Regions from separate parts of the Mus musculus genome. Here regions 1 and 2 are each linked to region 3. Evidence: chromatin contacts called from public Hi-C data. All regions are on one chromosome and are shown on one strand. The core of a region is the stretch at or near the end of the contact, and the rest is flanking DNA. Distances in the headings are between cores, read along the strand shown.

The links. Hi-C and Micro-C count contacts between places; a contact is called where the count stands out from the background.
Region 1: a contact with region 3 is called in a Hi-C map of cerebellar granule neurons, with 2.7 times the contacts expected there. The contact joins two enhancer-like sites. A contact is called at or near these places in 3 of 484 Hi-C or Micro-C datasets (cerebellar granule neurons and cerebellum).
Region 2: a Hi-C map of cerebellum shows a contact between it and region 3, with 2.3 times the contacts expected there. The contact joins two enhancer-like sites. A contact is called at or near these places in 2 of 484 Hi-C or Micro-C datasets (brain and cerebellum).

The regions. Positions count from the first base shown.
Region 1 is chr4:67,476,331-67,479,954 of GRCm38.p6, reverse strand. No RefSeq gene overlaps it. Among named protein-coding and RNA genes, the nearest start is that of Tlr4, 650 kb to the right of the region's middle. Within about 2 kb of position 2,349, at least 3 of the 459 cell types and tissues checked have an H3K27ac peak or open chromatin away from gene starts, as enhancers often do. A contact at or near this core is called in cerebellar granule neurons and cerebellum, where this site is marked.
Region 2 is chr4:67,520,272-67,523,857 of GRCm38.p6, reverse strand. No RefSeq gene overlaps it. Among named protein-coding and RNA genes, the nearest start is that of Gm23738, 660 kb to the left of the region's middle. Within about 2 kb of position 1,432, at least 5 of the 459 cell types and tissues checked have an H3K27ac peak or open chromatin away from gene starts, as enhancers often do. A contact at or near this core is called in cerebellum, where this site is marked.
Region 3 is chr4:66,521,726-66,525,139 of GRCm38.p6, reverse strand. No RefSeq gene overlaps it. Among named protein-coding and RNA genes, the nearest start is that of Gm25480, 21 kb to the left of the region's middle. Within about 2 kb of position 1,484, at least 18 of the 459 cell types and tissues checked have an H3K27ac peak or open chromatin away from gene starts, as enhancers often do. A contact at or near this core is called in cerebellar granule neurons and cerebellum, where this site is marked.

The sequences.
Region 1 (3,624 bases), core at 1,100-3,599, 950 kb before region 3:
GTATTTCAACCTAATGCTTAATCTAGGAGTACATTTTTCAGATTATTCTTAAATAGTTGTCATTGAAAACTATCAGCTATCACAACCCGGTGTCTTAGAAATTAGAAACATATTTTTTTTCATATATTTGAAAGCTACAAGTTCAAGACTGTGAGTTCAACAAATGAGATTTCTTCCAATGAGTCTCTGCCTCATTTGTCCACAACTATGTTTTCATATATTCTTATTAATGCATGGCTTTCACTTTCTGACTATCTTCTAATCATCTCCTTTTGTAAGATTATCATTCACACAAATGAAGACCTACTAGACTTCAATTTTACCTCTTAAATCTTTTTTCTCCATGTGCAATCACAGTTTGAAGTAGAAGGAATGAGGATTTTTGATGGATATATTTTATGACTTACAATTCAAATAATATGAGTTAAATTTGGCTTTAATCTCAAATATTCTCATTATCTTTCTGATAGGCTTTATTAACTGGTATTTATTTTTCAATAGAGTACAAAAAAATGAAAATTATTACCAAAAACCACTTGAAAGCCAGTGGAGCCAAACAGAAGGTATTGATGAAAACAAATTCATAGTTATAACTATTATTATTATAATTATCACATAGACACATTCATCTCTGTAATCAAGCTACTTACCACAATTGCTGAGAGCGCCACAATTCTGGAACAATATATTACTAAAGTCCTTGTTAAGTACATCTCAAATTTGTCCATTTCCATTTGGGCATTTTAGAAAATCTAAAATGTTCAAGTTATTACATGGAAGCATTCTGGCATAGTATTGAAGTGTGAGAGAGAAAATGTTGGCATTAATTATTGGGGGGAAATCAAGAGAGCAAGTTTTCCTGGAATCTTGCCCAGGTGCAAAGGCAGCTACAAAGGGCTGCACCATGGTGGCTGTATTGAAAGGTCAGCCTCTGCACTTAGAACCAGGTCCCTCATAGTTCATGCTTTAATTTAAACTAAAAAAAAAAAAATAATAGAAGTCTATTTTAAGTGATTACAGATTAAACAATTCACCTACCATCTGATTTTGTCTGTAAATTTGCTCAGCAAATCCTTTCTCCATAAAGGGAAGAAAAGAAATTTCCTAAGAAGCACTGATTCGAATGAGGACTTACAGAGCTGTGCTTAAAAGACTCTGGTATCCCCGTCCTTGCTAATTTCAGTTTACTTTGTGACCTTGAGCAATCATTTCTCTTCAGTGGACCTCGGGTTCTGCACTTGTGAAACATCAGGTTGGGACCTTCCCTTTAGTCCTGTGAAGAAGGAAGAGAAGCCTTGGTGTCAGCAGTGAACCTGCTAAAAGGCAAATTCTCAGGCTACTTCTAGACTTCCTGCTTCACAAACCCTGGGTGACAGACATCCAGCAATCTGCGTTTTAAAATCTTACAGGAGATTGCCATGGTAGAGCTGACAATCTACTGGACTAAAGAAATGAAAAGTTTCTAAGTCTCTGTCATCTTGGGGTCTTTGAATTAAAAACAAACAAACAACCAAAAAACCAAAAACAAACAAACAACCCAAAAGTACCCTCTGTTTTTTAATGGGAAGAAGAGCTGGCTTGGATAAGCTGTTTGAAAAAAAATCTTGGAGGAGAGAGTAGCCTCCCCTAACCAATGACTACAGATCCCATGGGGAGAGAGTCCTGGGAATGTGTACCCGGGCCACCTGGAAAGGAAGCAGGGACGATATGGAAGGATTCTCCCCTGGTGTTTAGAGATGGGAAAAGGCAGGTTGAAGGCAGATTGATAATGTCTTCATCTGGAACAGCTTGGCATACATCATGTTTACAAATAGAAGTGATGTGTGATTTTAGTATTAGAAATAGGGTTTTCCAATGATGTGAAAACTCCCATAAGCTATTGTCTGTACTGTATGTATGTATGTATGTATGTATGTATGTATGTATGTATGTATGTATGCATGCATGTATATACATATGTACGTACGTACGTATGTATGTATGTATGTACATATGTACGTATGTAGGTATGTACGTATGTACGTATGTACGTATGTACGTATGTACGTATGTACGCATGTACGTACGTACGTATGTATGTATGTATGTATGTATGTATGTATGTAACCTGTCTTTATAGATGAGGAAATGGATAAACCATGTGGTAGTAAAGTAAGACAAGGCCAAAGAAGAGAAAGTTCCACGGTCACCAAGGCCATGAGGCATTTTCTGTCTCAAGCACCCCTGGGGGCCCAGGATTTTTTTTCTCAAGAAAGGAGCCCCTTCTAACCCTAGTGGAGCCTGCTTAGACTCAGAAGCAGTAACGGTGGAAGCTGGAGGATTGGTGCTGGGCAAGAGGTAGAGGACAATAAGGAATTTTATCGCCATCTAGTGGCACTAGAGAAAAGGCACGCAGCGTCAGCACCAAAGCTGAGGAAGGCTAGCACTGAAGCATCTTGCTTAAAAGAAAGCTGTTAATCTGATTGAATTGCTATTCCCAGGGATTTAGGTACCAGGTCCCCTCCCCAAGCTCCTCATCAAGGCTAAGCACGAAGTGACTAGCCTTGATAGTAATGACACAATTTAGTGGACAGGAGGCTGCTATTGGCTCAAAGAATCTTGAACACATTAATTCATTTTAATTCAAATGAGCTCTACAATTTGCATGTGGAATAGCACTTCCCATCCACAAATTAATCCTCAGTGGGAAGGTCATTCAATGGATGCAAAACTGAAGAGCAGAGGACATGGCAAAGGGTCACAGAGAGCAAATGACAAGGAAAACACAGCAGTTTCCAAACTGATCTGTTCCTAATGCCACACCCGTGTTCTGCAGGAATTCTTATCGACAATCTGGGAAATACAGCGCACGAGACCCACAAGTCCATCCCTTCAGTGAGCACAACCTGAATCCTAGGATTTCACAGTTTTCAGATGCCAAGTTCCAACCCTCTCTGCTTTTCACCATGAGGGAATAACCAGGGAAATTGTTCTTTTCCTTAAGAGTTGTTCTATTTCCTTTAGAGTTTCCATACTAATCAGGCACTTAGGTCTCACGGAGGTGTTAGTTAGAAAAGAGGTCGGTACCATGATAGGAAGTGATGGGCTGGGACGGTTGCAAAAAACTGAACATACTTAAGTTTCACAAGTGAATATGGATAAGTTCGAGGTTTTCTGCTCTTATGTGAGACTTGTGGAACACAATGACAGAATGCCTTTTTTTTCATTTTGAGGCATCCAATGTGTTTTCCAACAATCTAAAAAAGCAAACTGTTACATTTTTACTCAATAGTTTTTTTTTTTTTTCATTGCACAGTCACAAGAGAGAGAAAAAGACAAAGGAAAAGCAAAAAACCTCTAACCATCAGGAAACTACAAGCCAGATAATTTGATACTTTCCAAGTCTTTTCTAACAGTCAGCCAGGACAACTGATGCCTCCATGAATGTGTGGAGAAGATACATGTCCTGGAGAAAGTGCAACATTCCTTAAGACCTATTTGAATAGTGATTTCCTATCTTCTTAGACCCCAAACACTTTAATTCTCTACCACACCACTCATTGTTCTTTGCTTTTTCCTTTTTACTTCATAGGCATAATATGCTTAAACTAATAACCATATTTAACCATCAGTTATTTATTATTC
Region 2 (3,586 bases), core at 183-2,682, 1.0 Mb before region 3:
ATTTACTTTACTATGGATTATTTTCTTTAACACAACCTTTGGAACCACATCAGACAAGACCAATTATAAGTATCAATCTTCAATTGGATAACTTACTTTGGTGGTGAATATATATATATATATATATATATATATATATATATATATATATATATATATATACACATACATACATATATATACATACACACACATACATACAAATTGTTGGGCATTCAATATTTGGTCATAATACAGTGCCCTCTTTTATCATCATTATAATATGATTTCTAGTTATAACTAATGAATATATTACAACATAAAAAAACAGAAATTGAATTGATATTAAAGGCACAGAATAATACAGTAATTATAGGAAAATTCCTTCCTCCCAAGTATTTATTCATCATAATAAAATTTAATTTTTGTTCTTTGGAAGGGCTGCACCATGTAGTTATGCACACTGAGTCATGTTTATCTCTGAAAGCCAGCATTCACATCGCACATGACATCACATCTTTTCACAGCCTCTGCTGAACATCTGGAAAGCACATGTGTATGTGGAGACACAATGACGTTCTGATTTTTCATGAAGTCCCTGTTCAAATTGCATTGGTGTGTTGTCTTTAATATCTCAGTAAATGTCATGCCCAAGAGACTCATAGAGCTATATAAGTACTCCTTCTCATCCCTTCATGCTTTGCCTATTTTTAGAGGCACAGGTTGCCACTTCCAAGGCACTCTATTTGACAAATGCTCAACATGTGTTCTTCACAAGCTAAAGAAATTTTTACTTTGTTCTTTTTTGCTACACTCTCATCATTTTCTCAACACTTTCTTACAAAGCATCACCTCATAGTGTTAACATTTTTAATACTCTAATTTAAAATTTTAGTACCAATGAATATTTTTGTTAAATATACTGATACCCTACTTATATCAGTCCAAAAGATGACCAATGATCAATATTAAAATCTTATCTTGTACCTGTATCATGTTTATGCAGTGTACCTAATTCTTTGATACTTGAAAATGTATTCATCCTTAAAATTACAGAGAAATATAGTAAAGCAGGCATTAAAACTTCTGTTTTTAATTAGATTAAATTGCCACCAAACAGTACTATTTGTTCAATTCAACCTACTTCTGTATTCACTTTCCCTGAGTCTGTCTCACAATAGCACTATTCATCTCACCACTGATAGGGCAGTTTTGAATAAAGGCAACATATTTTGCTTAAGATCTATAATATCTAAGCTCTAGGGCCACATCCCAAACTGGATCCCTTGGATCCTTTTTTCTATTTTTATTCTTTCCACAGTAGGACACCCGAGAGACATGCAGAGAGTCAACCGAGCTGGACTGGGTGGGTCACAGATGTGTTGTCTTCTTCCCCACAGTCCATGCCACCTGGCACCACCTGTCCTTGTTATCCGGTGCCAGGTGGAAAGGCCACCTCATTCCACAACAATCAGAGCTTGGAATAAAAGCAGCAAAGCAAGCGACTGCCCTTTCCTGTGTTCTGTTTTCATAGCAATTGCTGCTGAGATAATCAGATGTTTGTTCCAAGTGATAATTTCTCATTTGTTTACTCTGGCCATTGGATGCACAATTGGGGCCATGGCTGGAAATGTAAGACTTCAGCAGGGTGGCTGGTGACATCTGAGCCTTTGGAGGCAAAATCAGAGGCAAGAGATATATTCATGACCAGAAATGAGCAGCAAGTACAGTTCAGGATAAATCCCAGATATCAAACATTTCCTCTGAAAATCTAGTCTTCAATTATTAGGACCAAAATTGTCACTGAACAGAGGCTCAGAAGCCTAACATCCCTTGGAAACTGCTTTTGCTCTTGATCTTCTGTATCTCTCATCTCTGAAAGAGAAGAATGATAAACAATAATGGCAGGATTGCAAAATGAAAAAGAAAATGTACTTTCCTATTTAAAATTATCTATTATTTTTAGACTGTCTCTGTGTCAGACTCTAGTCATCTACAGTAGAAACACTAGGGAATCATAGAACCGTGCTGTGGAGATGGATCCATCCATAAAGTGCTTGTCAAAAAAGACAAAGGACCTCTAGTTGGATCTCCAGCATCTATGCAAAATGTTAACAGTAGCTGTGCACTACTGAAATCTAGGTGCTAGAGGAAGAGACCAGTGGAGTTCTTAAAGGTCACTTACAAAACTATCCTAGACTAAAGCATGAGTGCCAGATTCACTGAGATAGCCAGTCTCAATAAATAAGTTCGGAGCATAATCAAGGAAAGACACCCAAACCTGGACCTCGAAGTACACATATACCCAGTATCACAATGCACACAACCAAGTACCCATGCATATACACACTATCAAGTACATATCACATACAAAGAAGAATGATAACAACAGAAACCATGCTAGCTGACCATCTCCTAATATTTCCAAGTATTCCTTGCTATGGCATCAACAGCCCTCTTGGCTCTTTCCTCTCAGTTCTTTGCTGCAAACAACTCCCTCTCTCTGAGTTTCTACAACTTTTCTCACTATTTCAATGTTTCTGGAAAACTTTATGGCTCAACTGTATCCTTGCTCAGGTCTCTGCCACAAGGTAATCTCTCAAGTGTGCCCTACTGCAAATACAGGTGAATCTAAAATACTCCCCTCTAATGCTATCTATCCTTTGTATCATTCATTTCCCCATACTTAGCTCCCAGGAGCTGACATGTCTTTAGCACAAACATTCACAGCCGGAGAAATTGATGTTTTAATGGTGTCTCAATGATGAGAGGACCTTCATGTTTTGCATTCATTGTTATAATTACAATTACTTGTACAGTGCCTTACACATAACCATTTTATAATATATACATAATTACTTATGCATAAATATTACCTATTCAATAACTATTTATTGAATACAGAAATAAATGAATGTACATATAAATTGAAATCCAATTATTTTGTTAGAATCATTTTGGTCAAATTATTTTGCTGGCTTTAGGATTTTATTACCTATAGGAAGTTATGTAGTATGTACAATGTTTAATAACCTAAGGTATAATTATGATTACTTTAGAGAAGTTAGTGGCTGGAACACTGACTTTCAGTAACTTTATTCAATACATGCTGCACTTGCCCAAATCCCTAAACCATAGCCTCAGTCATCAAATGTGATAGAATTAACTTCTTATGATGGACAAAATACCTTTCTTTCCCATGTATATTTTGCCTAACCAAAAACAGCTCCTAAACACATCTGACAATAAGCTCAAATATACTATGACTTAACAAAGATCAAAAAAGCAAGAGGAAATATGTTAACATGTGTGTATATTGTAAATTTTCCCATGTACATTTTGAGTATGCTATGTTCATATTCTGTATCCACCTCATTCATTCCAAAACCATTTCCAAAACACATTGCCTATATTTAATAAGCTGTACAATGCCCTGGTGAACTGGACACAGATCTACACATTATTGCACCAGGAAAGAGAATGGTGTGTTTAGCTGCCACGTTGGGAATGAAATCAAGATTCACAATTGTCACTCCAGCATTATTTTATAACTTCCAGCAATTCTGTTTTCATATATTTAAAAATGCATAAGCCAGTTGAAGGGATT
Region 3 (3,414 bases), core at 235-2,734:
GGTGGGGCAGAGGAAGAAGAAGGGAGAAGGAAGAAGGCAGGGGAGTGGTGGGAAGGAGAGATTGAATTCAATAATGGTGAGAAAGAGAAAAGAGGAACCCGCTTCCTTGAGGTTTCTAATCGTATGTGTCCATGAATAAGATGCCATTTGGACTTAATGAGGATGCAACAAAGAGGGATTGGGCTGGAAGAAGAAATGAAGCTTGCTACTCTGTAATGTCCTTGAAAGCAGAGGTGAGTAACTTTGGGCTCAGCGTGAACTAGCCCAGGAGCCTCTTCTTTCTAACCACCCTTGAGCTGTACCCCTCAGCCTCAGTTTCTCTCAATTCTTTGGAGCAACCAGGCCTCTGGCAACCAAAGAGAGGGACAGGATGGTACAGTGGGGAGAGTTGAATTACCCCAACGTGACCTCTGTACATTGCCTGCTTCTAGCACCTCATTTTCTGATGCTTCTCAGCCTTGTCCGGAGCTAATGAACCTCAGAGAACAAAGCTGTCTTTTGTTTGTTTGTCATTTTGAGGTTTTTCCGGTTGATTACGATCTATGCCAGCAAGAGGATATAAAATCACCAGCAATTCTTAGCTGAGGATCACAGGGCATTTTTATCCCCTTCTGAGAGAATGCTGAAGTTAATGTAAAAAACGCTGTCCTAACCACTTTAGATGAGAGAAACTGTTAAAAGGATTTTTTTTTCTGTATTCATTTTTCTTCTCATGTGAACTGTTATTCCCCCTCCTTTTAGCATTTTCTGCTTTGTTTCACACCCCCTGTAAATCAGGTGCCTTTTTAAAAAGAGCAAAATTTGAATTCCTTCTTACAGACAAAAAACTACAAATGACTCTCACTCTCCATGAGCCCAAAGGAAACAAGAAGAAAAAAACAATCTGCTATGTGGCGCCACTTTGAGGTTTGCCCTCATCAAGCCATGGTGTCTCTTTCCCACAGACCATTTTTGATACCCACCCCCAATCTCTATTTTACACTTAATCTCAGTCTTTGAGACTTCTCACTCTTCTTGGAAAGAATTCTGCCTTAGCAGCTTCAGTCTTCTGGGGGAATATAATTATCTAAACTGGCATGGATCCAGAACTCAGCTCCCCCATGAAAATGATTCCTTATTAAAGATTAAGTGGTAACAAGTATGTCAACAGCACTCCCAGCTCTAGAATAATTCTGAGCAAATAAAAAATGGCAACGGTTCCTATTTTCTATCTGGAAACTCTCTCTGGGCCTCTTTGTACCCCAGGTGGCACAGAGTTCTCTAATTTGTTCAGGTGTTGGATCATGGGAGCCAGTAGACAGGTGATGGGGACAGCAGCTTTATCTACCGTGAGGATTCAGGGGATGCAAGCCAGGGAAGCAGCTGGTTTTGAGGCAGCCTGGTGGGGCTGGCTTTTCTAGGGATGCTGAGCCAGGCCACTAGTCCTGCTCAATCCAGGCCTCCTTCCTGTTTCCTGTAGCCTCTGACTTGGCTGACATGGCAACACTGCCCTCTTCTGGGACAGCACAGTCATCACACTTCACCTGAGTTCCCATATCCAAGGACAATGGCTGGCAGCATAACCGGGAGCAGAAAGGAAGTATGCGGTCAGTTCTTTCGTGGCTAGAATGTCAAGAGTCCCCATCTGTGATATCTGCCACAGCCCAAGCTTTTGGAATCGGACAGACAGCTCTGCCATGTATTTATTATGTGACCCTGGGCATGCTTTACCTTTCTAAAACTCAGAACAAAGAGAGAGTCACTATGGTGCATAGAAATCGAGGTTTTGCTTTTTAGCCGGGGTGATCATGCCTTCACCTTTTCTCAAGATTTCTAAGTTTATACTAGCTACATTAGTGTAATTATTAGCGATACCTTATTTGCTCTTAAATGACCCCCTTTTCTTTATTACAGTGCTAGTCTTCCCATGGTTATGTGTTTGTCCTACTACCCACTCTCCCTAGGTAGCTCAGGCTAGCCTAGAATTCTCTTTGAAGCCAAAGATGACCTTGGAATGTCTGAATCTCCCACCCCTACCTTCTGTGCCCTGGGATAACAGGCAACACACCTGCTTTGTGCTGGGCTGGAGTACCCACCCATGTTCTATGCATAATAGACACTCACACTACCAACTAAGGGATATCCCGAGCTCTTTTTTTTTTTTTTTCAAAAGAGCAGTATGAAGATGGATAGACAGCTCAGTGGTGACAACTGGCTGTGTTTCCAGAGGACACAGGTTCCATACCAAGCACCCACATGGTGACTCATAACTGTCTGTCACTCTTCTCACTGGAGATCTAAACCCTCTTCTGACCTCGGGAAGCACCAGGCACAGATGTGGTACATGGACATGCATATTCAGGCAACCCATCCATACATATAAAATAAAAATACAGGAAAAAAGTAAAAGCCATTCCTTTCCATTAGTCCACGGGGTTGCTAGCTTCCCTCCCTGCACTCAGCAAAGAAAGGATATGACACCATCAGGAAAAGTCTAAAAATGCTACAACAGGCACCAGAGCAACTGTAGAGGGAGCCTGAGCAAACTTCTCCTCAGCACAAGAGCCATGCTAACATTTGCTTGGCCCCCCTGCAGGACTGCAGCAAGGCTCACAAGCAAAGAGTGTGAAAAGGCAGTATGAGATAGAAGTGAAGAACTGGTCTCCTTGTAAATGAGTATCAACTACCCACAGTTGAAAACCTAAGGAAAAAAAAAGATAAAATTAAAACATATAAAAGCACAAGCTCTGTGAATATATGTATTGCCTCCATGTCTGAGAAATGTAGGGAATTAAGGAAATGTCTGCTCATGTGGTAGCTCAGATCATTGACAATGGCTAAATTTTGTTACATTGACATCCCTGAGGGGAAGCTGGCACCAATGCCAGGGTAGCAGCTGATCTGCATGTCTATTTACATAAATTTGCATTGGCCTGGTGTTGAAATATAAATGCTGATATTAAAGAAAGTCATTTTCTTCCAGATTAAGGCATCTCAATATAGTACAGCCGCAAAGATGCACACTGGTCTTTGACCTTGTATTTGCATGACCTTGAATGAGTGATGATCTCATTGTATTGTTTCCTTATCCAGAAATGGAACCAATAATAGCACTCGCCAAAGAAGGTTGGTGCAAGGATTAAACGAGCTAATGTGAGTGAGGGATTTAGAGCATGGCCTGGCTTATTAAGCTCTCAGATGCTAGTGACTATTATTATCTCAGAACTTGCCCATTGCCCGTCACCATCAACCCCAGTTACACAGCCTCTACTTTTTTTCCTTCTGAAAATCATGAAAGTTGGGTGTTTAGAGCTAGGAGGGATCTCAGAACATCTAATCTGTCACTTTCAAACTTATTTTATTTCTTTTAAAATAACCATGGAACACTTTTGGAAAATGAAAGCTTACATGGAAACCCAGCATGAAGAACGGTGG